Regions from separate parts of the Mus musculus genome. Here all the other regions are linked to region 2. A link is a contact called in public HiCAR-type, HiChIP or PLAC-seq, Micro-C and promoter capture Hi-C data. All regions are on one chromosome and are shown on one strand. The core of a region is the stretch at or near the end of the contact, and the rest is flanking DNA. Distances in the headings are between cores, read along the strand shown. Region 1 overlaps Ctnnal1 (catenin (cadherin associated protein), alpha-like 1). Region 2 holds the start of Klf4 (Kruppel-like factor 4 (gut)). Region 3 holds the start of Tmem245 (transmembrane protein 245). Region 4 overlaps Gm34687 (a long non-coding RNA gene). Region 5 holds the start of Epb41l4b (erythrocyte membrane protein band 4.1 like 4b). Region 6 holds the start of Ptpn3 (protein tyrosine phosphatase, non-receptor type 3). Region 7 holds the start of Fsd1l (fibronectin type III and SPRY domain containing 1-like).

Region 1 (3,420 bases), core at 532-3,031, 1.3 Mb after region 2:
AAGACCCTGAGTTCAAATCCCAGCAACCACATGGTGGCTCACAACCATTCATAATGAGATCTGGCGCCCTCTTCTGGTATGTCTGAAGTCAGCTACAATGTACTTACATATAATAATAAATAAATCAAAAGTAAATAAATAAATAAATGTTGTCTTTAGTATAAGAGTTGCCTTGGGGGCTGGTGAGATGGCTCAGTGGGTAAGAGCACCCGACTGCTCTTCCGAAGGTCCAAAGTTCAAATCCCAGCAACCACATGGTGGCTCACAACCATCCGTAATGAGATCTGACTCCCTCTTCTGGAGGGTCTGAAGACAGCTACAGTGTACTTACATGTAATAAATAAATAAATAAATCTTTAAAAAAAAAAAAAAAAAGAGTTGCCTTGGTCATGGTGTCTCTTCCCAACAATGGAAACCCTAACTAAGACCCACTCTAACAAAAATATTTACTGAGCTGCCATACAGAAAACAAGTCTTAGCAGGGAGTCAAGCAAAAAGTAAAGAGAGACCAGAGAGAGACTAAGATGCAAGAATCATGACGTGAAAACGTGGTAAACACGTATTCATGCCGAGTGCACACACACATCATATAACAATCCTCCACAAATAAGACCAGTGCCATGCTCCCATGAGAACGTGGCTTGCCCAGTGTCTCCCGGCCTGGTGAAAAAGGTCAGACTGGAATATAACAGTTAACCTGAAGCACTCACTAGGTCTTGATCACTGCTTCGTAGTCTTGCCCTCAAGCACATGCAAGCTGCCCAGGAGAAAGAGGCCATTAAGGGCTGAGTGAGCCAAAGGCCCTCAGGACTGGTTCACAGCGCGTGTCAGTGAAAGGTCCCTATTTACCTGCAACTTCAGGAGGTGTCCGGTTGGGGTGGGGCTCCTCATGGAGTGATTTAGAAGAGATGGTATGTGAGGCTCATGCCACCGGAGGGGACCTGCCTGATCCTCTGCTGGAGCTATCTGCGCATGCCTGCTCATACGACTCACTTCCTCCCCTCCCCCAACCCCTGCCCTCACTAAGCACAAGGAGACAAGGCTAAGGGACCATAGGACCTCATGCTGTTCTTTCCCTGTAAATCCCACCCCCCCTCCCCGCCCCGCCCCTCTTGCTTTCAGCAAGGGCTGCTAACAGGAACAATTCGAGACAGTCTTTCTGCTCTCTCTGCATTGCCCACTGTATTCTATAACAAGCTGTATAAGTGCCCAGAGAATAACGTGGTGCCAGGAAAACAGGATTCTCCTCTTACGAACTGGTTTGTTGCCTCTCAGCAAACAATGGGGGTTATATAACCCTTTCTTTCTCCCATTTTCGTCTTGCTTTCCAGGAAGTACAAAGATAAATTTACTACTTAGTTAAATATTCATCTTTGCCAAAGATTCTGGTATATTTTTTTCTCTGATTTTAATAGATTCACTTGACATGTCTTTTATTATGGCCCACTTCAAATCCTTTTTTATAATGGAAAAAAAATATAAACTACAAATAAAGTGAGGCCATCTCCTCTGCGTCCCACATAAAGCTGTTCCCTAAACCAACAAACGGCTAGAAGCCCAGAGTCCTCCCTCTCCTGTAGCTAAGAGCTACATCGTGTCTATCCAGCCACATCAGCAAGTATGCTCTCTGTTGTTCCTGCTCTCTGTAGCCCTATGGCACTGTCTGCATTTAGCTGTTTGTATGTAAACGCTTCACATGGCGTCTCCCTGCCTTCATCCTTCACCCTCTCTCACCCTCTCTTCTCTGCATCACCGACCTCAGTCAGTATGACATGTCAACGTTCTAACTGTGAACTGTTGTGAATGAGTCCTGTGTTTCAGGCTTAGGACTGGAGTCAGAAGGAGCCCCACCATTCCTAAAAGCCAACCCACGTCATTAATATTCTAGGATTTTTTTTTTTATGTTTTTATTTTTTGTATTTTGAGACAGGACTCCTCTGTTTTAGCTCTGGCTGTCCTGGAACTCTAAAGCAGGCTGGCTTCAAACTCACAGAGTGGGGGTGGGGGTGGGGTGAGGGATTAAAGGCATGCACCACCACCTTCTGGCTGGATAGCTTAACTCAAAGTAAACCTAAAGTGTTTTGTCAGGGATGTAGCTTGGTAGTGCTTAGCATAAAAAACAGCCCTGGGTTCAATCCCCAGCATTTTAGAAAACAAATTCCTAAGTTTTCCTGGGTGTAGTGGTACACAGCTGTAACCCTAGCATTTGGAATCCAGAAACAAGAGGATCACTCCAAGTTAAAAGCCAACCTGGTTTACACAGTGAGTTCCAGGATAACCAGGCTACCTGGTGAGACTGCCTCAAATTAAATAAATAATAAAAAAATACTTGCCATAACATTTGGAATAATGAAATAGCAATAGTCTCTAAAATAAATATTTACAGCTGGGAGCAGTGATGTCACCCATTCTACCAGCACTTGGGAGCCTGAGGCAGGAGGACTCCGACTGTGTTTGAGGGCAGCCTGGGCTAAGCGTGAGACCTGCCTCAAGAAGGAAATGAGAGCTGGGTGTGGACTCAAATGGCTTGCCAGAGGCAGAAGCAGAGTTCAAAGCCAGCTAGGCCACCAAAAGGAAGTTCCAGGTCAGCAAGGACTTTGCCTCCTAAAACAAACAAACAAACAAACAAACACACACACACACACAAAACAAACCAGCAAGCAAGCAGCGGAACACAAGGTGGATACACAGGTACCTGCTTGCTTGGCTTCGATGCAGGCGATGTTAATTTCTTCTTTCAAATCCCAGTTTTCGTTGGCTATAGCTTCCCCTACTTTAACAAATCTTCCAACTGCCAAGTTGACCGCTTGTCCCACACGCTGAATCGCTTGCAGGGTTTTATCAGACTTTTTGGTATTATCTTTATGGTTTATAAGTGTGGTGATCTGAAAATTAAAAAAAAAAGAAGAAGAAGAAGAAGAAACTTTTACCTCAATACTTAAAAATAAATAAATAAATAAAACTTTAAAAAAGATATCACAAAGACCAAGAAAATTAAACCCAGCATATCAGACCAAGCAAATCATTCGCCTTAGACCTTGCAGGCCAGGGGCCAGGAAGCAGAGCATCTTGCATCATTTCCCAGGACAATGCTTCTATTAATTGTGATTACAAGTTCACCTGAGGGCAGTAATCTGGGACATACACTTCCAGAGACTCTCCAGATCTTCCAACAAATCTTCAAGACTTGAGAACACGGCAGGGCAAATCACCGGCTCACAGCACACATTTTCCTCGGTTCTACCTAAGCTGCTCTGCATAAAGGCACCTCTCACCGCATTCCACTCCACTGCTCACACAGTAAATGGGTTATACATAATGGCACGTGTGCACTGGAGGTGTAGCTTAGTGGCAGAGCACTGGCCTGGCACATTTGAGGTCCTTGGTTCGATCCCTAGCAATGTAAATTGATACTTGACC
Region 2 (3,499 bases), core at 104-2,603:
AGGGGCCACACTGCAATCTCAGCTAACACCAAGGTAAGAGGTGGCGCGTTCGTTCTCCTGCAAGCTAGTGCCGTCGCTCCACCAGCCCAGTCCTCTTCCCCGCCAGATCCGCGGGACGCTCCAGCCGCCCACGGAATTGGGACACTGGGACACGGTGGCTTTCTCCCCATGCACCATAGCCACCGGGTCGCCCACGCGCTACGATCACTCCGGCCCAAAGGGTCTCGAGACTTGTCCACCTAAAATATAGTGGACTGAGTGCGCCCACCCCACGGTCCGGACGCCCGAAGACTAGTGGGGAACCGCTGTGCGCCCCTGGCGGTACCGCAGTGCCGGGACCACACGCACTTAAGGCCGACTCAAGGGCCGAGGAGCCACCTCGGAAGGCTGTAGAGTTCCAATGGAGGGCAATCCTTGTCCTAACCAAGGACTCTTGGTGACCCCCGGATTCCGCCCATACACCCCACCCCATCTGCAGAAATCTACAGGGCACTAGCGCGACACTCACGTTAGTCGGGGCACCTGCTGGACGCAGTGTCTTCTCCCTTCCCGCCGGGCCGGACGCGAACGTGGAGAAGGACGGGAGCAGAGCGTCGCTGACAGCCATGTCAGACTCGCCAGGTGGCTGCCTGCGGGCCGGGCGGGGCGCACAGGGACCAGGAGTCAGGGGACACCCTGGCCACTGCTCCGAAGCTTCCCTCCAATCCTCACCCCTTTCTGTTCCCAAGTCCAACATCTCACCTACCTCATTAATGTGGGGGCCCAGAAGGTCCTCCGGAGTCCGAAGAAGAGAGAGGGGTACCTGAGCCCCAAAGTCAACGAAGATTAAAAACTTTAGAAACAAAACCTCAAACCAAAACCCCCAGATTGCCCGAGATCCTTCTTCTTTGGATTCAATATAAACCGGCGATGTCTTTAAAAAAGTTCCTTTGTATACAAAAATTCTTAGAAAAGTTGTAAACTCTTATAAAAATAGACAATCAGCAAGGCAGATAAGTAGGTCCGATGGCCAGGCTGCACGCTCTTGGACTCAGCAGTGTCCCCCACCGTTGTCGCGGCCACTGTGGCTGTCGGCGGCGCGGGGGCTGTGGTCCGGGCGGTGGGCGGGCGGCGCCGCCAGGTGAGAATGGCCGCGGTGGCGCGGAACTGCGAGCTGGGCGGTGGCGCGGGGTGCGGAGTCCTGGGGACTGTGCCGGGTGCGCGCGGCCATGGGCGCGGGTCACGGGCGGGTTGCTGGGTGGGGGGCTGGAGGGGCGGGGAGGGGCACTCGGCGGCTCCGGGTGCCGCCGCCGCCCGCCACCGCCTCTGCTCCCCGCGCGCCCGGAGCCGCGCTCGCTCTCTTGGCCGGGGAACTGCCGGCGGCCGCCGCGCGCTTCTTACTTATAACTTCTCGCTCGCTTGCTCCCCGCCTCCTCCCTGTGGCGGCGCGCGGGGCTCCGCCGCCAGGCCCCGCCCCCTGCCTTTCTTCTCCCCGCCTTCCCGCAGCCCCCACTGCGCGTTGCCATGGTAGCTAAATAAACAAACTCCGCGCACGTGGGGGCGGGGGCGAGGGAGGGGCGCGGGCGGGGCGGGGCCAGGCCGTGACGCCAGCCAGGCAGCTGGCGGGCTGGAGCCGTGCTGACGCCGGCGGCGGTGGCGGCGACGGCGGCTCCGGCGCTGGGAGTACGGCGTGGCTCCCGTGGCCGCGCTACTCGGGGTCCTCTGGGCGGCCACGGTCGGTTCCCTGGGCTCGAAAGTCCTGCCACGGGAACCCTGGCGGGGGACAGGAGGTTGGGGGTGTGTGTGTGTGGGGGGGAAGAGGCGGCGCGCCCCTACCCCTGCTCGCGTACGCGCTTGTCCTGTCGTCTGCGCACTCGAGAGCGCGATTATCCGCGTGACTCATCCAGCCCGCCCTCTCTCGCATACGCACGCAGACGCCGGGCCGTGTCGGCGCAGGGCCTGGCCTGGCGCGGGTGCCAGTGGGGCCTCCCGTAGGGTGGGGGTGAGGGCCGGGTGATTGGGGGGGGGCGCTAGGAATCTCAGAAGCTAGGAGAAGGGGTTCCGCGCCTGCTATGAAAGAGAGCGGCCGGGATTGGGCACGTAGTCATCTTGATAATGGAAGGAACAAGGAAGGCGTTCCAGATTTACATTGGGGGTGGGGGAGTGGGAACGCGGAGAGGGACCGAGGCGCGGAGATACCTTTCACCAGGGATCTCAAAGCTCTTTACAAGCTACGCACTCGCACTCTTCATTTTGAAGATGAGAAGTGAGTCATAAAGAGGTGAAGCGGCGAGGTAAAGGTCATAGGACAACTCGCTCCCATCAACTTAGGTTCTGAGCTAGCCAACCCACTCAAAGGGACTTCACTGGGAGGTGATCCTGCGCTGGGAAGAGGAGCGCTGCAATGGGACCCTAGTGCTCCAAAGTGGCACCTCAGGCCCTTGCCTACCGGGAGGGGAAAAGGCAGTCTTTGTTTTAGTCTTATTACTCCTTTTCCCATTCCCCACTACCCTCAGTAATTTTCCAGCCGGGAAAGGTTTTCGCCCTCATCTCTACCAAGTACTTAAAACAAAACAAAAACCGTGAGTGTGGTGTTCAGTATAACTCGCTAAACTAGGTTTACTTTTTTTTTTTTTTTAAGGCTAGGTGTTTATTTTGGATTGGGGAGCAGAGTTGGGCTCCGCCGCCCTCATGGTTGAACCCTGGCGGAGACAGCTGAGGGCGGGGACTGAAGAAAGGCACTCGGGAAAGGGGGTCGATGCTCCAGCATAGGCAGCGTGTGCACTCGCTCCTCTCGGGGCGTCGGTGCCACGTCCTCTGTCGTTTCACCTGTTTGAGTCCCGGAATCCTTGGGACCTATATTAGTTTTCTTCGGAATATTTGTCATCCTGAATTTTCCACTTCTGGCCGACCACAGAAGCGCTCTTGGAATGCATCTCTTCCCAATGAAGTGGGGCTGCCCAGTCAGTCTGTCAAAGGCAGGGCTCGAGCTGGGAGCCTTTGAGGAAGGACTTTTCATCCTTTCTCTTGGTTTTGGCAGAGGACTAGGCGCGCTAAGGGGTGGGGAAGAGCCCGACTTCGCCTGGAAAGTGGCGCTCCCCCTTCACGTGACCTCGAGGGGTTCATCCCCATTCCCTTGGAACTAGGCCAGTTTAACTCTGAAAATATTACTCGTTCAAACAAAGGAACAACAAAAAGAACACCTGTTCCCACCCCTTCGCCCCCATTGTGGTGTCAAGAAAGAAAGAAAAAAATTCTGGCTTGGAAAGCTAGGATTGAGCATTACTTTGTAAAGTGAGCCACTTTAAGGCCAAGGTCTCAAACCCTCGATGAACTTAGATGAGGATGTAAACACATAAAGTCAGTCAGGGCCCTAAACTCTTTCAGCTCGGTGGTTTTTATTTACCTAGGACAGTAGTCCCTCCCCCCTCTTGACCATCTAACCAGTAACCACCACAATGAAAAAAGATTTCACAGATGAATTGGAGAGCCACTATTATTATGTCATATAATCAAGGCA
Region 3 (3,575 bases), core at 56-2,555, 1.4 Mb after region 2:
ATCAACTTTAAACAAGAACCAAGAGATGACCTCATGATCCTGGGACCAATTAGCAATCTACCTTTGGCAAGTTTAAACCTGCTCTAGCAAAGAAAGGCAATTACTTTGTAACGTTAATAATCTCAGGGCATATTCACTTTTTCAGTAACAAAGTGAATAAAGGTGAAATAGTATGGGGTGTATACACGCTAGATCTCGCGCTGTCTAGGATCTCGCTATTCCAGCGTTGCATTCTTAGCCCCTGTGGTAGTTTACCAACCAACATTCTTAAGATTCTTAAGCATTAAATAACCACTTCACTTTAACCTTGCCCGATAAATATGTGAACTAACCAGCCTGCGACGTAGTCTGAGTCAGGAATTCGCCTCTAAGATTATCTTTGCGATTCCTTCCAATTCTGAAGTTCCTCGATTGACACCTGGTATCTCTCTCCTTTAACGCAGTCCATTGCTAACGTAGACCGGGTCGCAATGGCCCCCACATAAGTAATACAGTTCTCGAAAGCGCCCAGAGTCACACACAAACTAGGGTGAAAGAACTGAACTCAGCCAAAGGACCTTTTCCCTAGCGGAGGGCGGGTTTCAAATCACACCCGCCTCTCTGGAAGGAAGCGCGCCAAGTCCCTCGGCCGTGGGAAGGCGCTCACTGGAGGACCTTTGGCCGCCTTGTCGCGGCGTCCCGGGTCCCGCCAACCTCGCACGCACTCCCCCATCTCACTCACCCACAGGCTGCTGAAGTAGTCGAGGCCGCGGCAGATGAGCGCGCCCGCGTGCGCCAGCAGCACCTGCACGCCCAGGTAGCTGCCCAGGCAGTAGAGCCCATAGAGCAGCGGGCCGCCCGCTCCCAGCAGCAGCAACAGGCGGCGGCGGCGCAGCGCCTGCTCGCCCAGCGCCTCCACGCCGTAGTCGGCGAAGCAGAGCGGCAGCAGCAGCGCGGCCAGCACGATGGGCGTGTGCGCGCGGTGCAGGCGCCGCAGCCACAGGCGGCCCAGGCGCGTGAGCGAGCTCTTGAACGGGTGCAGGAAAGTGCCGCACAGCACGGCCCAGAGCAGCGGCCGCAGGAAGGCCTCGAGGATGAAGTACACGAGCACCGCGGCGCCGCAGCACAGGCACACGAACAGCACGGCGCCCGTGTTGTAGAAAGCCTGCTTGATGGGCTTATCGAAGCGCAGCGCCAGCGCCGCGGTACGCGGGGTCTCGCCCGGCCCGACCGTGCGCGGGGCCCGGGACTCTGGCCGGGGAGAGCCCCGCGGGCTGGGCGCCTCAGCAGGGCCGCCGCGGTCGGCCATCGCGCCTCTGCCTGGACCGAGGGGCGGGGCTGCGAGCGGGGGAGGAACGCGAGGCGGAGGAGGGCGGTGCAGCGAGGATTTGTGGGTTTTGTAGTTCCCAGCGTGCGGTGGAGCATGCGCCAGAACCTAAGGAAACTACAACTCCCAAGAGGCTGAACGCAAATGCCTCCGCCCTTGGGCCCAATGGTCCCACAGGGACCAGGTAACAAGTTTTGAGGGGGTCCAAGAAAATGGGGTTGGGAGCGGGGGCGGATACTTTAATTGATGTCAACTTTTCCGGAGACAGGATCTCAAAAGAGACTCAGAGATGGAAAACACAAGCTGTATGTCTAAAAACACTGATGCACAGACTTAGTTTAACTGATTTATTTAATAAATACTTATTTTTAATCGTGTGTATGTAACATGTGTGGGTGACCAAAGAAGCCAGAAGTGTCTAATCCCCACAGACAGAGTTACAGGAGGTTGTGAACAGCCTTATTTGGATGCTGGGAATAGACCTCAGGTCCTTTGGAAGAATAATACACACTCTTAAACACGTTTTAAAGTGTTCTCTTATGTATATGACAGGGTTTTAAGTAGCTATTGCCTGGTCTAGGTGCTTGGCTCCTACCAACTCATTTTATCTTTAGAACACCCCTACAGAGATGCTACTAGTCTTGTTTTGTAGAAAACAAGGGGCGCAGAGAAATTAAGTACCTGGCCTCGTACAGCTTCCAAGTAGGTGAAGCAGGTTAACACTGTGGACGCTTATTCTGTAGTTTTTCTGTCTATGCTAACTGAACTGAACAGGGGATCCTGTTAGGAGCCCTTTGATAGTATCTATTGAAAGGCTATGGGTGTAGATCAGTGGTAAACTGTGTGATTGTCCCATTTAATTCAACACGGGTAGATACAAACATGAAGACTGACTTCAGGAAAACGATATTAAAACGGTGTATATATACCGAGCTTCACACATGTCTTCCTAAGCGTGTAAGCCCTTCCACTCTCTCTCTGAGGGCCGCGGAGAAATGCCCTATTTCCTCCCATCCCTGCTAATTTACCTCTGAGCTCCACCTCTTCCTCCAGCTGGGTAGAATACTATTCACACAAGGCAAGCCTTGCCTTCCTCACTTCCTAGATTCCTAATGGATGACACCTGGGTTACAGCAGCAGCTGAAATGTTACAGACTCTGTAATCATGGCTGAATTTCTAGGGAACTTTTCTTATACTCACATGTAAAGTTCCTTAGAGAACCATAATGTGCTGTGACTATTAACCTTTTGTGCCTCATACAGATTTAGGAGCCTCAGTATGGGAGCAATCTAAATACCTCAGAATACCTATAGCAGAATGTTAAACAGCCACTCTTTGCTTTTAGTACCTGGGGGGTCAGGTCAGCAAAGCTCCCCACTGCAATGCTCTCTCTGGCAAGGGATAATGGAAATCAGAGTTCTTACTACAGGGTGCTTGTGGAAAAAGAACAAGCCCTGAGCAGTGCGGGGGTTCTTCCGCCCTAAGGAAAAAGTGTTGGGATCCAAGCCTGCTTCCTATAAAATACAGTGAAGAGGATTTTTATTTGGGAAAGAGACAGAAGGAAGAGATATAAGTGGAGAGAGGGAGGAAGGGAAAAAGAGAGAGCTGGCCTTTACATCTTTATGGAGTACGCAGTGTGGGAGGAGTCCACCATAAGAGATAGCTATTTCCTGTTCTCAGTAAACTTTCATATTACTTTCAGCGTGTCTTCTCTTTCTGTTCTAATATAAATATGGTAGTTTCCATATGAAGAAACATTGCTAACTATGTCCTGGATGTAAAAGGCGGGGGTGGGGAAGGAAAAGGAATTCCTTTCTCCTTTCCATCTTGCTCATAGGTCTGGGGTCTTTGAAGTCTCAGTCAGCAAATGTTTGTGTCAGTTGTATAAACATTTTACTGAGCTATGTAACTGCTTTGTTCAGACCCCCTGATATCACCATCGCAAATTATAGTCAGATTTGCTGTCAGTGCACATATTCATTGACTTGAGCTGCTCTTTATATAACAAGGCGTCACCTTCATAGCTAAAACCTTTTGGGAATGGGAGGTGCTTGACACGTGCTCAGAGCTGTGAGTCAGCACCGAACACCCATGCTACCCGGGGGCTCAAAGCTCAGAGTCCAGGGCCCAGCATAAGATGGGCAGTGCTTCTGACGTTCCATCCTTCAAACTTCTAATCCCTGTAAAGCCAAAGCAGAGTGCAGGAAGAGCTTAGAGAATCTGTGCCTTTTGTCACTCAAGCCAGTCACTTGTACCCAACAGCAAAGC
Region 4 (3,435 bases), core at 5-2,504, 1.2 Mb after region 2:
CACAGACCCCAAAGCCAAGGACTGCCAGAGTGCTTGATGTGGCCCTGCCTTGCTCAGCAGAACAGCTTGTTCCAAGGCTTAGAATCTCTGAGAAAGCCTCTATGTGGCTTCCAGGGTCACACTGCCACACACTCATAAATCACAGCAGCACGTCTTCCGAAGCACCTCTTCACAACTGGAATTTGTGCAACTCATGTGAGCCAGAGAACTGGGCTTGTGGGCGTGGTCTTCTGTTGGTAAGTAGAAAGATGTCAGTGCTAGACCAGTGTTAGCAAATGCCACGGGCTGAAGGAGCTGAAGGGGGTTGCAACCCCATAAGAAGAACAACAATATCAACCAACTAGAATCCACCCCCCAAAAGCTCCCAGCGACTAAACCACTAACCAAAAAGTACACATGGAGGGACCTCTGGCCCCAGCTGGATATGTAGCAGAGGATGGCCTTATCGCGCATCACTGGGAGGGGACCCCCTTGGTCCTGTGGAGGCTCCATGACCCAGGGTAGGAGAATGTTAGGGCGCTGAGGCAGGAGTGGCCAGGCGGGTGGGGGAACATCCTCATAAAGGCAGCGGGGAGGGGATGCAGGGTTTGTAGAGGGGAAACTGGGAAAGAACAATAAATAAAATAACCAATAAATGGGGGGGGGGGGGGAGAAAAAATGCCCGGCCTGGTTATCTTGTTTTCCCTGAAGAAAGCTTGAAACTCAAGATCCTAGCACCATGCAAACCGATAGTCTCGTCATCTCAGGGCAAATTGGGCTCGCTCGTCCCTTACAGTTCTCAAAGTCAGCACGGTGAACTGGATATATATCACTACAGCTCACGGAACATATCAGAAACAGCAGAGGGAAGAAAAAAAAAAAGATAAGAACCAAGAATGTATCTTCTGAGACAGCAAAGATGTATTCCAGCACACTTGGGAACACAAATGTCTTCCTTGATTGCTAATAAACCCGGGCCTGCTTCTCTTTTCCCATAGCTAAGGACAGAAGCCTTCTCATCAAGACACGCATTGGCTGTCAGTCAAATGTATGCCGTGTGCACAGATATGAAGCCAACAAGACTTAGGTGCCCCAAGAGGAACTAGGCAGAAAAAAAAAAAAAAAAAAAAGAATGCCAGGGCAGGGGCAGGGCAAGGCAGGCCAGGCCAGGCACTGACTCTTAAGTAACAAATTAAGTGTTGCAGGGGTTGAATCCAGCAGCCAAGCTTGAGAAATGGCCATGAAAACGATCAATGATGGAGCTCGGGCTCCTCCTAGTGGTGAATTTTGATTACTGCCAGGAGGCATCCTCTCCACCCACACAGAGACGTCAGCCCCACCCAGGGAGTCACTAGGTCAAGTCTTCAGTCCCGAGCCGGTGAGAGACTCCCATGGGTCGGGCTCTGGGCTAGCGCTGTCAGGTCGTTAGTCTTATTAAAGATCACATTGGCTGAGTGTCATTAGACACAATTTATAGATGATGAAAGAAAGTTTTAAAAAGCTTTTGCCTTGCCCAGAGTTACACAGAAGAATCCAGGAAGACCTGGGGAATCCCCAAGTCAAAGCTTCTCCCCCAACGCCACGCTGAGTACAAAGTGCTGCGGATGAGGAGATGAAGCCCTGATGTGTCCTTCATGTATTTTAACTGGGCAGGCTGACTCCTATTAAACAATCAGAACACAAAGCCGCAAGCGCTACTCACACGGTGGGGTGGGGGGGAGTAGGAACAGTTAATGAGCTGGGACCCGGGGCACTGTCCTTCTCCAGCACCTTTTCGCCCTTCAGAGTGGCCTGCCATCCAGCGTCCACCACACTCTTGCATCCCCTCTGCCTCAGCATCCTTCCTGCTGCAGCATCCCCCTGTCGCATCCCTCAACCTCCAGCATCCCCTAACCTTCTGAGACCGCAGACACTGACAAGGAGCTCATGTGTAGACCAATGCATCCATCACTAATGAAGAGAGCTGAGAGAATGGCTTCCCTCCAGCCCTGCAACCAGATAAGAAATAAGATCCTCATTCAAATAGCTGGAGGGGAGAAAAAAAATACCTCAAAAGAAGAGTTTAAAAAATAAAAAAAAAAAAAGAGAGAGAGAGTTTAAAAGGTTTGACCACTCACATCGAGGGAGATCTAGAATCCTGTGGGAATTTGACACCGACAGAGTCAGGCTGTCATTTGGGCTGGTTGATTGCAGTGACAGGTTAAGCACGGCTTGTGGCAGGAAGACCTTGGCATCTCTCCATACAAAGAATTGGGATGCCATTTCTGTTTGCTACCGGTGACAGGCTATCTCACAACATTGAACATCAGTAGCGGAATTCATCGCTGGGAGCCTGCTTTGCATGCATATAACACAATGGCACCTTTTCTTTTTTTCTTCTTCTAGGATCCAGATGCATATAAAAACACTTTATAGAAACGGTATCGCATTATGCATGCAGCTTTGCAAACAGCTCTTTTCACCCACACTAAAAATACTTCTTCATATTATTTAAATATCCTATTTTGTGGGGCTTGGGGGTTATGGTTTGTAATTTGAGGGTGTTTTTGTTTTGTTTGGGGTTTTTTTGTTTTGTTTTGTTTTGGATTGGGTTTGTTTTGTTTTGTTGAAGCTGGGTCACATCCCAATCTAATGTGGGATTCATTATGTGGATGAAGATGACCTTGAATTTCTGATCGTCCTTCATCCACCTCGGAGGGTGTTAAGATTAATGACATTCACCACATCACCTGGCTAAGGAGAGATGCTAAGGAGAAAACGCACGGTTTTGCATATCCTGGGCAAGCACTCTTCCAATTGAGCTCCACCCCCAGCCCAGTTCAGCTTGCCTGTCTGATGGTCAAGTTCTCTCTGCTTAGTCCAAGCTGGCCTGGGATTCACTATGCAGCTAGGCTGGCCCCAGACTATCAATCCTCCTGCCTCAGCCTCCCAAACACTGAGATTACAGTAGTGTACCACTACTATACCCTGTGCATGCATTGTATTTTAGCATTGGCTAGCTCTCCAATTTGTAGATTGATCTAACTTTAAGGCATATACATATAGACATTTGAAAATGGAAAGTGACCTTCATGTGGCTTTGGTATTTTGTTATAAAAGACTTTGAGGGGAGGGGAATCAAAGTGTTTGCTGAGTCTTCACCTTTCACAGTTAAATCAGTATGAGACTGTTTTTCAAATATTTTTCCGGGAGCTGTTCATCTTATCCTCAAATGGTGTGGAAGGTATGAGTCTGAACATTGGTGCGGGTCTGGGTTCAGATTCTGTGTGCTGTCTGCGCAGCTTTGGGCTGGGTAGAGATTGCTACAACCTCACTCCTTTGTCTATAACATACGAGTCCTGAAGTCATGATGCCCCAGCATTCCCAGTGACACTGAAAGAAGCAAGAAAGCAGTGTATGGGAGACCCTTCACTCAGACCGGTGGTGCTCAGCCAGTTCAGCTTTGTATCGCTTCTC
Region 5 (3,455 bases), core at 171-2,670, 1.6 Mb after region 2:
AGGCTGATTTTTCCCATCTGAAACCCTTACAGGTTAAGTGTTCTCTCCTTAAATCCAACGAATTCCTACCACCCAGTTACAGACTGTCCGGAGGCCTAAACACTCCGGACAATCTGTAACTCATCTAAAGCTCAATTACTGCGGTGTCTTCAGTCATGCCCAAAGATTCCCGAAGGCACCGTCTGCCGCAGCGCAGTGGGCGCCCGTTAGTGCAGCGTTTGATAGGATCTGACTGGCCCCTTCGGCCAAAAAGGCTCTTTTGGCGGCTGGACTCCCTGTCGGAGACACTGGCGCTGGCCTAGCTTGCCACTGGAACTGGGCCCGGGTGCAACCACCTGTGGGTGTGTGAACCGGACGCAGGCCCTGGTGCTGCCACCCCGGGATGCCCTGAACGAACCACGCAAACTGCCGGGTGTGGGAGAGAGTGGGTAGGCCAGTCCAGAGGGGACCGGGGCCAACTCCCAGCACGCCAAGGCTTATCTCTCCGTTCAAAGCGGACCTGGCCTGAGTTGGCTCCCAAGTCGCTCCACTCCCTGCGAGGTTGTGAGCCAGGGAGCACTTTGGGATAGGCTCCCTATGGGGGCCATCCACGGGGAATCGGGAGAAGGCAGAGCGGCAAAACTGTTCCCTAAGCCTCTTCCCAAACTTGGGGCACCTGCTGAGCAGCAGGCAAGGATTTCTTCTCCACCAAGGCCTGATACCCAAAGCGGGATACCCCGGAACAGCCCTGCGTCGCTTGAAAAATTCTACTCAATCCAGCAGCCGAAGGCCAACATTGGCAGGGAATGCCAGCCACCTGCGCCAAGGGGAGGGGACGTAGGGACGTGTGCATGGGATAGCATGGGGTAGGAGTGAGGCACAAAAATCCTAGGTGGTCGCCAAAGAAGGGCGCCGCAACCCTGCGGTTGCAAGGTGCCAAAGACTGGGCCCCAGAGCATACCCGGGCTGGTGGTCTGGGAGGGTTCATGGCTGGGGAAGATTGGCAGAAGATGGGGGAGGGGTCCCCAAAAAACAGCCCGGGTAGCTTCCCAGAGAGAAAGAAAGACTGGGACAGGGGGTTCTGACCCAAGCAGAGCAGGCTGCTAGTGCCCCGCACGCGCCGCGTCACTCACCGGCAGGTCCACGCTCACTTCGGTTCCGTCGAGCAGGAAGACACGGCAGTAAAGGGTGGCCTTGGCAGCTCCCGAGGCGGAGATGTGCACAGCCGCGCCGCCGGTGAGCAGGGGCCCGCCGCCGGCCGGGAATACGCTGCCCCCGGGCGCGGCGGGCAGCACCGAGGAGCTGGCGGCGGCAGCCGGGCCCCCTCGCGGCCCCCCGTCGCGCTCGTCCCCCAGCCCGGCGGCCCCGCGCCCCGCCGCGCCCCGCGCGTAGCGCTGCATGGAGCGGCGGCCAAAGGTCCGGCGCAGGAACCGCAGCATCCTGGCCGGGGGCGCCCCCTGCCTCCGCCCCCTGCGCTGCCGCCGCGCCGCCGCCCGGGAGCGCCCGGCGCCGCCGTCAGTGCCCGCCGCGCCGCGCCGCCTCCCGCGGGCTGCGGCCCGGGGCTCGCTCCCGCCCCAGCCGAGGCCGCCGCCGCGCTCCGGCCGCCCGCGGGACGCGTCGGCCGGGCCAGCGCCCGCCGAGAGTAGCCGCGCGGGAGAGAACGCGCACAGGCGGCCCGGGGGACCGTCCCGCTGCTGTCGCCGCTGTCGCTGCCGCGCGCTTGGGGCGGTCGGTCGGTGCCGGCTGCTGCGTGGCCGCTGCCCCGCGAAGAGCGCCGCGGGGGGACCCGGCTGCGGGCTGCTCCCGCGCCGCGCGCCGGCCGAGGGCCAGCCGGAGCAAAGCGCCTGCGTGCTCCCGGCGCGCTCGCTCCCACTCGCGCCGCGCCCGGCCCGAGGAGGCCCCCGCCGAGCGCCCGCTCCCGGGGCGCCTTTTCCTGCGCCCGCAGCCCCCGCCTCCCACCTGGGAGGGCTGCACCTCCAGCCGCCGCCGCCGGCACTGCAGCACGCCCTCCTCCCCCGGGGCTGCGCCGGGCTTGTGCTGCCCCCTGCCGGCCCGAGCGCCCCCTGCTGCTGTAGGTGCGCTCACGTGCGTACACGTAGGTGAGCACACACGTGTTTCCGGGCGCGCAGGACCCCCTAGAAGTCCAAGAGTTCCTCCTGCTTGACCAGATGAAGAAAATAAGACTGTCTCCTTCCAGGGAAGTCTTACCCCTAGGGCAAAGAAAAACACGGCTCTTTCTGGAAGAAAAACAAAAACAAAAACAAAACACCAACCGTACTCAGTTTCTCCTTCTGCAGAAGTGGAGTAGGCGACCTAGAAGGTCCCTGCCACTTAATGAAATTCTATCTGCTTAAAATCTCAACCCTGGCTGGAGCTTTAACCTGCCAGTCCAACGGACCCGTTCCAAACAAGAAAATTGAGGCCTGCGAGGAGGGGAAGTACTTTTCCATACTCCTTTGGAGACACCCTGCTTCAAGGACCTCGCCCATGCCCAGAATTAAGGAAAGGTCCTGCATAAGCTATTGCTACTGAGAAGGTTGGTCAAGGTTGGACAGACTCCTGGGAAGCGAAGCAGAACATAAGAATGAATTGCATAGGGCACATGGAGCAAACTGGAGACAGCGAATTGCTAACAATCAATGCCCACAGGTTCAGGGTTTGCCCACAGACAAGTGAGTTGTCCTGTGTTGCAGAAAGGAATGTGGGAAATGAAGCTGAAAGGAGGCCAGGCCTTTGGGGAGAATAACACTACTGTTTATCAGGCCCTAATTTTGTGCCAGACATTACGGTAAGCCCTTTCCATATGTCTTAATTTAGCCTGTTAGCGTACAGGTTATTACCTGGATCATACAAAGGAGGAAACTGAGCTTTGGAGAGCTTAAGAGACTGACATACAGACTCATTGGGCTCCAGAGCTACTGGTGGAGCTTGTAACATGGTTGGCAAGCAAATGACAGTTTAAGAAAGAGTTGGGGAAGCAGTGACCTCAGCAAAGCACACAGAGAAGACAGGGGGTGAATGTAGGACTCATTCCAAAAGAGACATTTATTGAAAGCCAGGCATTGTCTTAGATTTCACCGTTTGCATCTTCATTACTCCTCATTCCAACTCTCCAAGACAGTTCTATGCATTCCCGTTCACTTAGATGGATTTAGAACTTAGGTTTGTAATATGCTTGCCCAAGGTCTGACAGCTGCCCCGAATTCATTCTCTGATATTATGGGGACCACCCATGTGACAGTTTACTCTGTAAAATGGCATCTACACAATAAACCATTGGATACCCACTCTGCCCTTTACCCCCACAACAAGATTGAACAGAAACTATGTACAAATTGGCATAGCCCAGGCCAGCTGACTAGTTTCTAAGGCTATCTCCAGGAATGCTGCAGCAGAGTAGCCACTCCAAGATGTCCACCTATGCATCTTGCATTTGCATCGTTGTGTTTCACTGTATGTAGCAAAGGTGGGCTTGG
Region 6 (3,543 bases), core at 959-3,458, 1.8 Mb after region 2:
CTCAGCTCTTCTAAATGCCCTCAGTAACCTCCAGTCTGCCACTCAGGTCTAATTTGCATACACTAGTCTGTGGATGAGACAAATCACCAGGGACAACACAGATCAATATAGAGTAATAGGCATGTTTTATTCTATTCTAATTCTCGGCAGACTGGTATTCCATTAACTGTGTGCTGGGATTTATGGGAGCGCTCATATACTAGAATATTTAACTAGAATGGCCTACTCTCAGTCAGAAAATAGCTTACCATTGTTAATTTTCAACTAGTCAATCTCAGGAAGGCTTCCGTTTTCCAATACAATCTAGATCTTGATTTAATCATCGGGAAAGACATCTGTGTAAGACACACATGGCAGTCTTATCCAGAAGAAAAAGCTCTGCCCCCAGAACCAGAAGCATGGTTTCCTCCATCCCAGTCATACCCAGGACGGTACAGTTGCCTGCTCAGAGCCTCAATGTCTTCCTCTATAAAATGGGATCGTGACACCAGTCTCAGAGGGAGACCTGTAAAACTGAAATGAGATAGTCCACATACCTAGCACAGCTCTGCAAGGTGACTGCAAAGGTTCGATATTATCATTGAAAAAAAAGAAAACAAAAGTCCAGATGAAATCCTCATTTAGCCTAGGTTACACAGAAGGCGGAGGCTATCTCACTCAGTTAATTCTACTAAAAGGGGAAAGAGGGACGACACGGGGGGTGGGGTGGGGGAGGGGTGGAGGTGGTGAGGCACTTCAACCCAGACACTATATAGAGGCATTCCTGGTAGGCACGGTCGGAAGCAGGCTGCTACTGGAACCTACTGAGCAGAGGCTTTTGGGCACTCTGTAATGCACAAGGAGCAGCCACCACAAAGAACGATCAAACCCGCTGTGAGAAGCTAAGAGACCCCCGCTCCCCAATCCAAAAACATAAGGTTAAGCATGAGAGCTTTGCAGAATATGCATCTTTTTCCCAACCAGGATTTCCAATTCATCCGCTTCGACATTTGCAAGATGGATCATCTTGCAAAAATAGTTCTTTCTGTGAGGCCCGAGTGTCAACTTCTGGAGTTTCGGAACTCACAAAGACTGCCATTAAACAAGAGCAGCTCACCACCGCTCTGTGGAGTTGCTTTTTTCAAAGCCTCAGCAGACGTTCTCCTGGGCACAAACACAGACCCAGAAAATGACTGCCTAATTCTACCTTCCTGACAAAATGGGAGCCATGAGGGTCTCTAACTGAATTAAAATCACATCACGCCAACTGCTCGCTTGCTTTATGCCGGGCACGGAGCCAAACACCTCCACACCATTTATCCTACTTAATCCACCACCAACCAGGCGAGGTGGGCATTATTGCTGCCTGCGTGCAGTGGAGGAAATGGAGGATCAGAGAGGTTAAACGACTCGTCCAAGGTCACCAGCTGGCCAAGGGGAAGAGCCCAACTTGAACCTAGGTCTAGAGTTTCCCAACCACAAGTTCCCTGTACCTTCACGGAACACCCAGGTGTCAAGTTATCTTAACTTCTCATGAATTTTTTAAAGGCAACCCTCAAGTTCGTAATAAGTTTAGGAGGCAGCAACCGGGGGCGGGGGTTTCCGGGCGCGCTCTCTCCCTGCACAACGCAGCAGTGTCACACCGCAAGTTACCAGAGAAGCCACCCCGGTCGCCCGCGGAACGGGGCGGATTGGTTTGGCACTGGAGTTCGTGCCAGGCCCAGGAAATGCCATCTTTGCAATCTGAAGGGGAATTCGCCCCGGGTGGCTGAGCTTCGGGGACCGCGGAGAGCTGGATCCCCGCAGCGGTGCGCCCCCTCTGCCGGGCTGCGGATACCTCGGCGCCAAGCCCAGGGCTCGGCCAGACTGGAGCGCACGCCCACGCCCGCGCCGCTGCGTCCAGAACGCCCAGCCTTTTGCCGCCCACGCCCGCGCCCCGCCCCAGCCCCGCCAGGTGATCCGGGCCTGCGCCCCCCGGATGCCCGACGTGGCGCGGAGACCTGGGGCTACCAGCTCAACCGCTAGTCCTCCCGCGTGTCCGCCGAGCCCCGGACCGGGTGGGGGTTGGGTAAGCCCCGCGTGTCCGCGATCGCAGCAGCCCGCGCTCCGACCCTCCCCGCAGAGGACCCAGTCTCCCATACCTGCAGCATCCGGGGGCGCGGGGCGCCCAGGTAGGTCGCGCGGGCGGGCGGCACTGAAGCTCGCTCGCGCCGCGACCTGGCCGCCGTCTGAGCATGCCCAGTGCAGCCCGCGGGCGGCTCCCGCCGGCCCGGCTGTGGCCGCGACGGGCCCGCGCGCGGGGCGGGGGACCCGGGACAGGGGCGGGCCCGGGGCAAACTCGTGGGACGCTGCCACTGGCCTCCGCAGACCACCTGCCAAACTCCCGCAGACCTCCAGGTCCCCTGGCTCACGCACGCAGCCATTCGTGCTTTTAGCATTTATTGAACACCTACTGTGTGCCTGGCTTTCCCGGATTGCATGCCTAAGAATGGCAAGGGCTTGGCGCTCAACGAATCTGAAATGACAGCGAGCCTTGCGCGGTGGCTTCGTGGCTGAGTTGGGGGTCTCGCTGACTCCAGCGGCTCCGTGGCTGAGTTGGGGGTCGCAGGGCTCCTTTGCTGGTCCTAGGACACCAGGCAGGTTAGCCCTTCCCAAAGCCTATAGGGCCCCTAGTGGCGGGCGTTCCAGCCGGCCTCTTCCGCCTCCTCCCACACCTGTCTTCCTGCGCTCCGACTGCACCTTCCTCCCCATCATACCCTCTGAACTTGACCCGCCTGGAGACCTTTACACTGCCTTTCCCTCGAGGTAGGACGTCTTTTGCCCTGCTTTGCTGGTGTTTCGAGCCCTCTCACCATTCAGGTGCCTCTTGTAGGAGAGACCTTTCTGGCTACCTTTCTAAATTAGCCCTGACCTCTTGCTCCCTCTCCAAGTCCATTACCGCACTCCAAGCATGTATCACTTATCCATTCAACAGTTACTTACGTTCTTCACACTTAATATATAGACAAAATCTCTGCCCCTTGTTGGGAGTTTAGAAGGGACTTTCTCGCAACAAACAACAGGTCCGTAAACAACGCAGGGTATTAGGTGATAAATTCTAAGAACAGGGGAAAGGAGCCAGGCAAGAAAGATAGGGGGTGGCCCGGTGAGAGCTGGTGGAACAACCAGATCAGGTGACAAATACCATTCAGTCACGCAGCTAAACAAGGAAGCTTTCTTGGGACGATAAAGCCGGTGCAAAAACAAAACAAAAACAAAAACAAAAAAACCTCAAAACAAAACGAGCGCAAGCTTTGTGCCCGTGAAACGGAAGGGCGAGCGGAGGGGCTGCTGGAGTATGTTGCCGGCTGTCTCTCGCGACTTAGATTTCCCCCTTAAGGAGTACCTCCCCTCTGTGTCAGCTCGGTAACTCCGCCTCTCAAGAGACCCAGCCTCTAAACGACGCTTGGCTTCCAGTAAGAACTAAAAACGTTTTGTTGAATGAATATGATAACAAAAGGATGGAGAGATGGTTAGGATTCTATGGTCGGACCTGGGTGCTAGATATCCCGAGAACCTTTTGTT
Region 7 (3,517 bases), core at 183-2,682, 1.9 Mb before region 2:
GTAAAAGAAGTTTTGATCTTAAGAAACCACAGTGTCGTTGGACTCTAGTAGAAACATAAAACATTGAAGTGTAAATATGATTCATCTAAAACAGCTCCTGCCTCTCCAAGGTCTTGATTCTTAACTGTCCTTCTAACTAGATATTCTTCCTCAACCCCTTTCATATAACCCTTACCCAGGTCATTCCTGCGTAATGTCAGGAAATTGCACCCCACCTCTTCGGAGTCTATTAACTCTGTGCAATTTAATTGTTTACTTTATTTCTTCCATTTACCTCATGCAATTTCCTCCTTTGTTAATTTTTTCATGTGTGTGCTTTGGTCGAGGGTATTACAATGTGTGGGCACACAAGTGGGGGCACCTGTGTGCTGGTGTGTGTCTGTGGTCACTTGGCTTTTATGTGGGTACCAGGTTCTGGGTATACAGACTCTGGTACTCATGTCTGCCCACTGATCTATCTTCCTCCTCCCTGATTTCTCTTACAAACTTTTCTTCTAACAGCCTCATGGATTTGTATTGTCATTTCCCACCTTAGATTGTAAGCTCTTTGAGAAGCAGGCCTTTTCACTGAGGATTTGTGTAGAAGGGCAGAACCGGTTCGTAAGGCTCATTCATACTCGTTTCCCTTTTATTCCATTAGGATGTGAACACCCAGAAGAATTTTTCTTGAGTCACCTAAATGGAGATGAAGCCTGCCTTTCTGGAGAACCTTTCCAAGTCTTCTCCCCAAGCTTTCTGGTCTGCACTGCCAGCTCCACCCGTCCTGAGCAGATTCTAATGTGCTGTCCCACTCTCATTTACTCCATGCTCTGGGGAGTTCAAACACAGGATTTAAGCTGTCCTCTGCGAGGTCTGCATTCATTCTATTTCATTGATGACACAGGTCACGGAAAAAGACTTGCTTACAAGGTAGCAAGATACTAGTAGGGCAAGGTTGACCAGGCAACAAAGCCCATGTGGTCCCATACCCACGTATCTGTAACTTCTTTCTACCCCTTGTCCCAGAGCCCTTTAAGGTTTCCACCACGCTCCCTGAAGACCCTTCCACATGTTTCCGCGGCCTCTCCATCCTAGCGTGTTTATTCCAGCTGGATCACTGGGCCTGGCCTACCAAGGCTAAGTGGAGAGACGCTGCAGGTGAAGGATGCGTCCCGGGCTGAGCTAGCTCCCAGGCTCTCCGCACGACCTGGCTGCTGGGTGCCCAATGGTTCATTGCAAGGCCCGCAGCGATGGCACAGGAAAAAGGATGCAAAGAAAGAAGCAGTTGCAGAAGGAAGACGCAGGCGGCCAGGCAGCGCTCCATCCTCTCCGCCGGTGCGGGTGTCGGCGCACGCATGCGCATGCGTGGCGCGCTCGCACCCCACCCTCCCGCGGGCCGCCCTTTCACCCTGGCAACCGCGGCTCGGTAGCGGCGCGCGCGCGGGTTGGGCGCGGACGGGCGGGATCTCTGCGGGACGGGACAAGGCTGACGGCGGCAGAGGTAGCGGGTCTCTAAGGCTCCTCCAGCTTCTCACTCAGCTCCGGTGACAAGTTCGGCCCGGAGGGCTTAGTCCCTAGCCATGGACTCGCAGAAAGTAAGCGGGGGCGCAGCGCGGGGCCGAGAGGGTGGGCGGGGCGCGCGGGGCTGGGCGCGGAGGACGAGGCCGGGCCTGGGACCCACCCGACCCGACCCGACCCGACCCGACGGGACCTGAGAGCCCGCAGGGAGCGATGGCCGCGCCCGGGACCCCGGACGACCTCTGTCCTGCTCTTGGCTCCGGGAAGGCACTGCGGGGAGGAAACCGCGAGCCGCACCCGGGTCTCTGCCGCCCTCTGCGGGCGCTAGGCCCCTTTCTTCCCGCTGCCCGCGGCGTGCTCCGAGGGTGGGTCCCTCCTCGGTTGGAGTGAGGACCAAGGCTCGGCCTCGCGTGGGGGGATCCCCGCCCGCGCGGAAGCTGGTGTCTCTTTTCTTCCACCGTGTCTTCAGCATGGTCTCTGCGCTGTAGGTCCGGGGACTGAATCTCCTTTGTACATCTGCCCACTGCCTTGCTAGTGGTTTATTTATAAGCAGATCTCAGTGTTTGCCTAATTGAGGAAAAAGGCAGTTGTCAGGGCCGCTGCCCCACCCTCGTCCTTCAGTTGGTGAGGCTGGCCAGTAGTCTTGTTTCGGAATGTTTAGTACTTTGAGAACAAGTTTAAGGAAAGAGTTACACAATAGCCTTTTTTAATTAAGCAAATAGTGCACTGAATACAATTGCAACTGAATTTTTAATATTCAGTAGTAATTCCTGTATTAAAAAAGTAAGCCACCTTGCTATCTTTGTTATGTTATAGTGTAATTGCAATACATTGCGGTATAGGAAAGAAAAACACAAGTGTTATTAATAATACATCAGGGAAAACAAGGGCATTTCTAAGAGGCCATTCTTTTTTTATTATTGCATAGAAAGTGCCAGAAAGAGTTAGAGAAAAACTGCAATTCTTACCTGGATTCATCTTTCTGAGCTTGCCTTGAGACCCATTCATTTGGGTATATCCAATTATTATTTCCACAACTATACTATAGTATCTTTTAAAGAGATTACTAGTATGTCTAAGAATGTGTATTTTGAGTGTGTATAAATTTAAAGGATTCTCTGTTAGGCTGATAAAACATTGCATGACTTATTAGAGGAAAGGCATCATGTGATATTTAAGTGGGCATTAGCAAAGGTCAAAAGGAAGAAGAGCAAGTGCCTGGAGAATCCGGAAAGATGAGTTTCAGGGTGCAGTGTGTTTGCTACCTGTATGCAGCGCACATTCCTCTCTTTCATCTTCTGTTCTGTAGAAATAAGAAAAGAATATACTATTAGAAAGTCTGGATAAAATACTCCATTCGGAAAACAGTATTTTCAAGTTTATGAATAATTAGTACTAAAATAGTCTGTGCATGGTAAAATGCTAAAAGTGCTTCAATGTAGATCATCTTATCAGGGGACACTGAGGAATCAAGTGTTTGACGTTGTGAGTTCTATAAGGACAAACATGGTTTCAACCAGGTTTTTCTCATTTTAGACAATGTATTTGTGCACCCACAGGATCCCATAAGTAGTTTCCCCAGAGGTAGTGAAGAGTTAGCTGTTCTTTTACTGGTGTTGATGTACTGGATAATTCTGAAAAGTCAACTTTTCAATATTAAAATTTTGGTGGAGGTATCAAGCAATCTTCTAGCGAGGAGAGCTTGTGCTATGGCTTCTGATGGATATCTAGGTCTAATGTTTGTAATTAGCACTCGTGCTGTCAACCTGAGCTTCATTTTCTTACGGTTTGCTGCAGAGTCAGTTAGTTACTAGCTACAAATAGTAATGAACTAATTGGGTATTCTTGTCTATTATCTAAGACAGTAGTGCACCTGTAGCATGAGGTTTCCAGACTATTTCCTGTTGTAGAATGTTCACATAAAAATGGTAGCAGAAATGGTCCCCAGGTCTATAAAGAAAGTAGCGACATGCTGTAAGTGGCAAGGAAGGCCTAGGGATTTGGGTTGTGAGTTATTAAG

The links. Promoter capture Hi-C pulls out the DNA fragments that hold promoters and counts their contacts. A called contact is a pair of places that touch in the nucleus more often than the background predicts. HiCAR-type assays count read pairs that join an accessible place to other places. HiChIP or PLAC-seq counts read pairs in DNA pulled down with a chosen protein or histone mark.
Region 1: a promoter capture Hi-C map of embryonic stem cells shows a contact between it and region 2, with 4 times the contacts expected there. The contact joins the enhancer-like site here to the promoter of Klf4 in region 2. A contact is called at or near these places in 1 of 39 promoter capture datasets (embryonic stem cells), 1 of 484 Hi-C or Micro-C datasets (embryonic stem cells) and 4 of 115 datasets of contacts at active chromatin or transcription factors (astrocytes, embryonic forebrain, pancreatic cancer cells and 1 more).
Region 3: a contact with region 2 is called in an H3K27ac HiChIP or PLAC-seq map of embryonic stem cells, with 6 times the contacts expected there. The contact joins the promoter of Tmem245 here to the promoter of Klf4 in region 2. A contact is called at or near these places in 2 of 484 Hi-C or Micro-C datasets (embryonic stem cells and olfactory sensory neurons), 4 of 115 datasets of contacts at active chromatin or transcription factors (astrocytes, embryonic stem cells, memory CD8 T cells and 1 more) and 2 of 9 other capture datasets (embryonic stem cells and liver).
Region 4: a HiCAR-type map of fibro-adipogenic progenitors shows a contact between it and region 2, with 9 times the contacts expected there. The contact joins the enhancer-like site here to the promoter of Klf4 in region 2. A contact is called at or near these places in 22 of 39 promoter capture datasets (the 3T3-L1 cell line, 3T3-L1-derived adipocytes, the C10 cell line and 12 more), 5 of 15 datasets of contacts at CTCF or cohesin (the NIH/3T3 cell line, hippocampal excitatory neurons, large pre-B cells and 2 more), 64 of 484 Hi-C or Micro-C datasets (the 3T3-L1 cell line, 3T3-L1-derived adipocytes, the AML12 cell line and 43 more), 29 of 115 datasets of contacts at active chromatin or transcription factors (the NIH/3T3 cell line, Th17 cells, astrocytes and 18 more) and 2 of 9 other capture datasets (liver and macrophages).
Region 5: a Micro-C map of embryonic stem cells shows a contact between it and region 2, with 2.5 times the contacts expected there. The contact joins the promoter of Epb41l4b here to the promoter of Klf4 in region 2. A contact is called at or near these places in 1 of 39 promoter capture datasets (pre-B cells), 1 of 484 Hi-C or Micro-C datasets (embryonic stem cells), 1 of 115 datasets of contacts at active chromatin or transcription factors (pancreatic cancer cells) and 1 of 9 other capture datasets (embryonic stem cells).
Region 6: a contact with region 2 is called in a Micro-C map of embryonic stem cells, with 15 times the contacts expected there. The contact joins the promoter of Ptpn3 here to the promoter of Klf4 in region 2. A contact is called at or near these places in 1 of 39 promoter capture datasets (embryonic stem cells), 1 of 484 Hi-C or Micro-C datasets (embryonic stem cells) and 2 of 115 datasets of contacts at active chromatin or transcription factors (astrocytes and embryonic stem cells).
Region 7: a promoter capture Hi-C map of liver shows a contact between it and region 2, with 4 times the contacts expected there. The contact joins the promoter of Fsd1l here to the promoter of Klf4 in region 2.

The regions. Positions count from the first base shown.
Region 1 is chr4:56,845,115-56,848,534 of GRCm38.p6, forward strand. Ctnnal1 (catenin (cadherin associated protein), alpha-like 1) reads right to left here. Exons shown (of 19, transcript NM_018761.3): 2 at 2,696-2,885. Among named protein-coding and RNA genes, the nearest start is that of Ctnnal1, 18 kb to the right of the region's middle. Within about 2 kb of position 1,782, at least 46 of the 459 cell types and tissues checked have an H3K27ac peak or open chromatin away from gene starts, as enhancers often do. A contact at or near this core is called in embryonic stem cells, where this site is marked.
Region 2 is chr4:55,531,122-55,534,620 of GRCm38.p6, forward strand. It overlaps Klf4 (Kruppel-like factor 4 (gut)), which reads right to left and starts at 1,354. Exons shown (of 5, transcript NM_010637.3): 1 at 746-1,354; 2 at 509-629. The coding sequence starts at 750. It overlaps Gm12506 (a long non-coding RNA gene), which reads left to right and starts at 1,589. Exons shown (of 5, transcript XR_390585.4): 1 at 1,589-3,499.
Region 3 is chr4:56,946,124-56,949,698 of GRCm38.p6, forward strand. Tmem245 (transmembrane protein 245) reads right to left here and starts at 1,306. Exons shown (of 18, transcript NM_001369260.1): 1 at 722-1,306. The coding sequence starts at 1,288.
Region 4 is chr4:56,684,112-56,687,546 of GRCm38.p6, forward strand. All of the region lies in intron 5 of Gm34687 (a long non-coding RNA gene), which reads right to left. Among named protein-coding and RNA genes, the nearest start is that of Gm26144, 6.8 kb to the left of the region's middle. Within about 2 kb of position 1,255, at least 30 of the 459 cell types and tissues checked have an H3K27ac peak or open chromatin away from gene starts, as enhancers often do. A contact at or near this core is called in fibro-adipogenic progenitors, neural progenitor cells, neural stem cells and 2 more, where this site is marked.
Region 5 is chr4:57,141,736-57,145,190 of GRCm38.p6, forward strand. Epb41l4b (erythrocyte membrane protein band 4.1 like 4b) reads right to left here and starts at 1,421. Exons shown (of 25, transcript NM_001355492.1): 1 at 1,113-1,421. The coding sequence starts at 1,418. LOC108168956 reads right to left here and starts at 2,916. Exons shown (of 2, transcript XM_017320489.1): 1 at 2,871-2,916; 2 at 1,523-2,256. The coding sequence starts at 2,916. The coding sequence ends at 1,523.
Region 6 is chr4:57,298,161-57,301,703 of GRCm38.p6, forward strand. It overlaps Ptpn3 (protein tyrosine phosphatase, non-receptor type 3), which reads right to left and starts at 2,209. Exons shown (of 26, transcript NM_001384115.1): 1 at 2,121-2,209. It overlaps Gm12536 (a long non-coding RNA gene), which reads left to right and starts at 1,579. Exons shown (of 3, transcript XR_003955208.1): 1 at 1,579-2,150.
Region 7 is chr4:53,630,039-53,633,555 of GRCm38.p6, forward strand. Fsd1l (fibronectin type III and SPRY domain containing 1-like) reads left to right here and starts at 1,433. Exons shown (of 13, transcript NM_001195284.1): 1 at 1,433-1,574. The coding sequence starts at 1,560.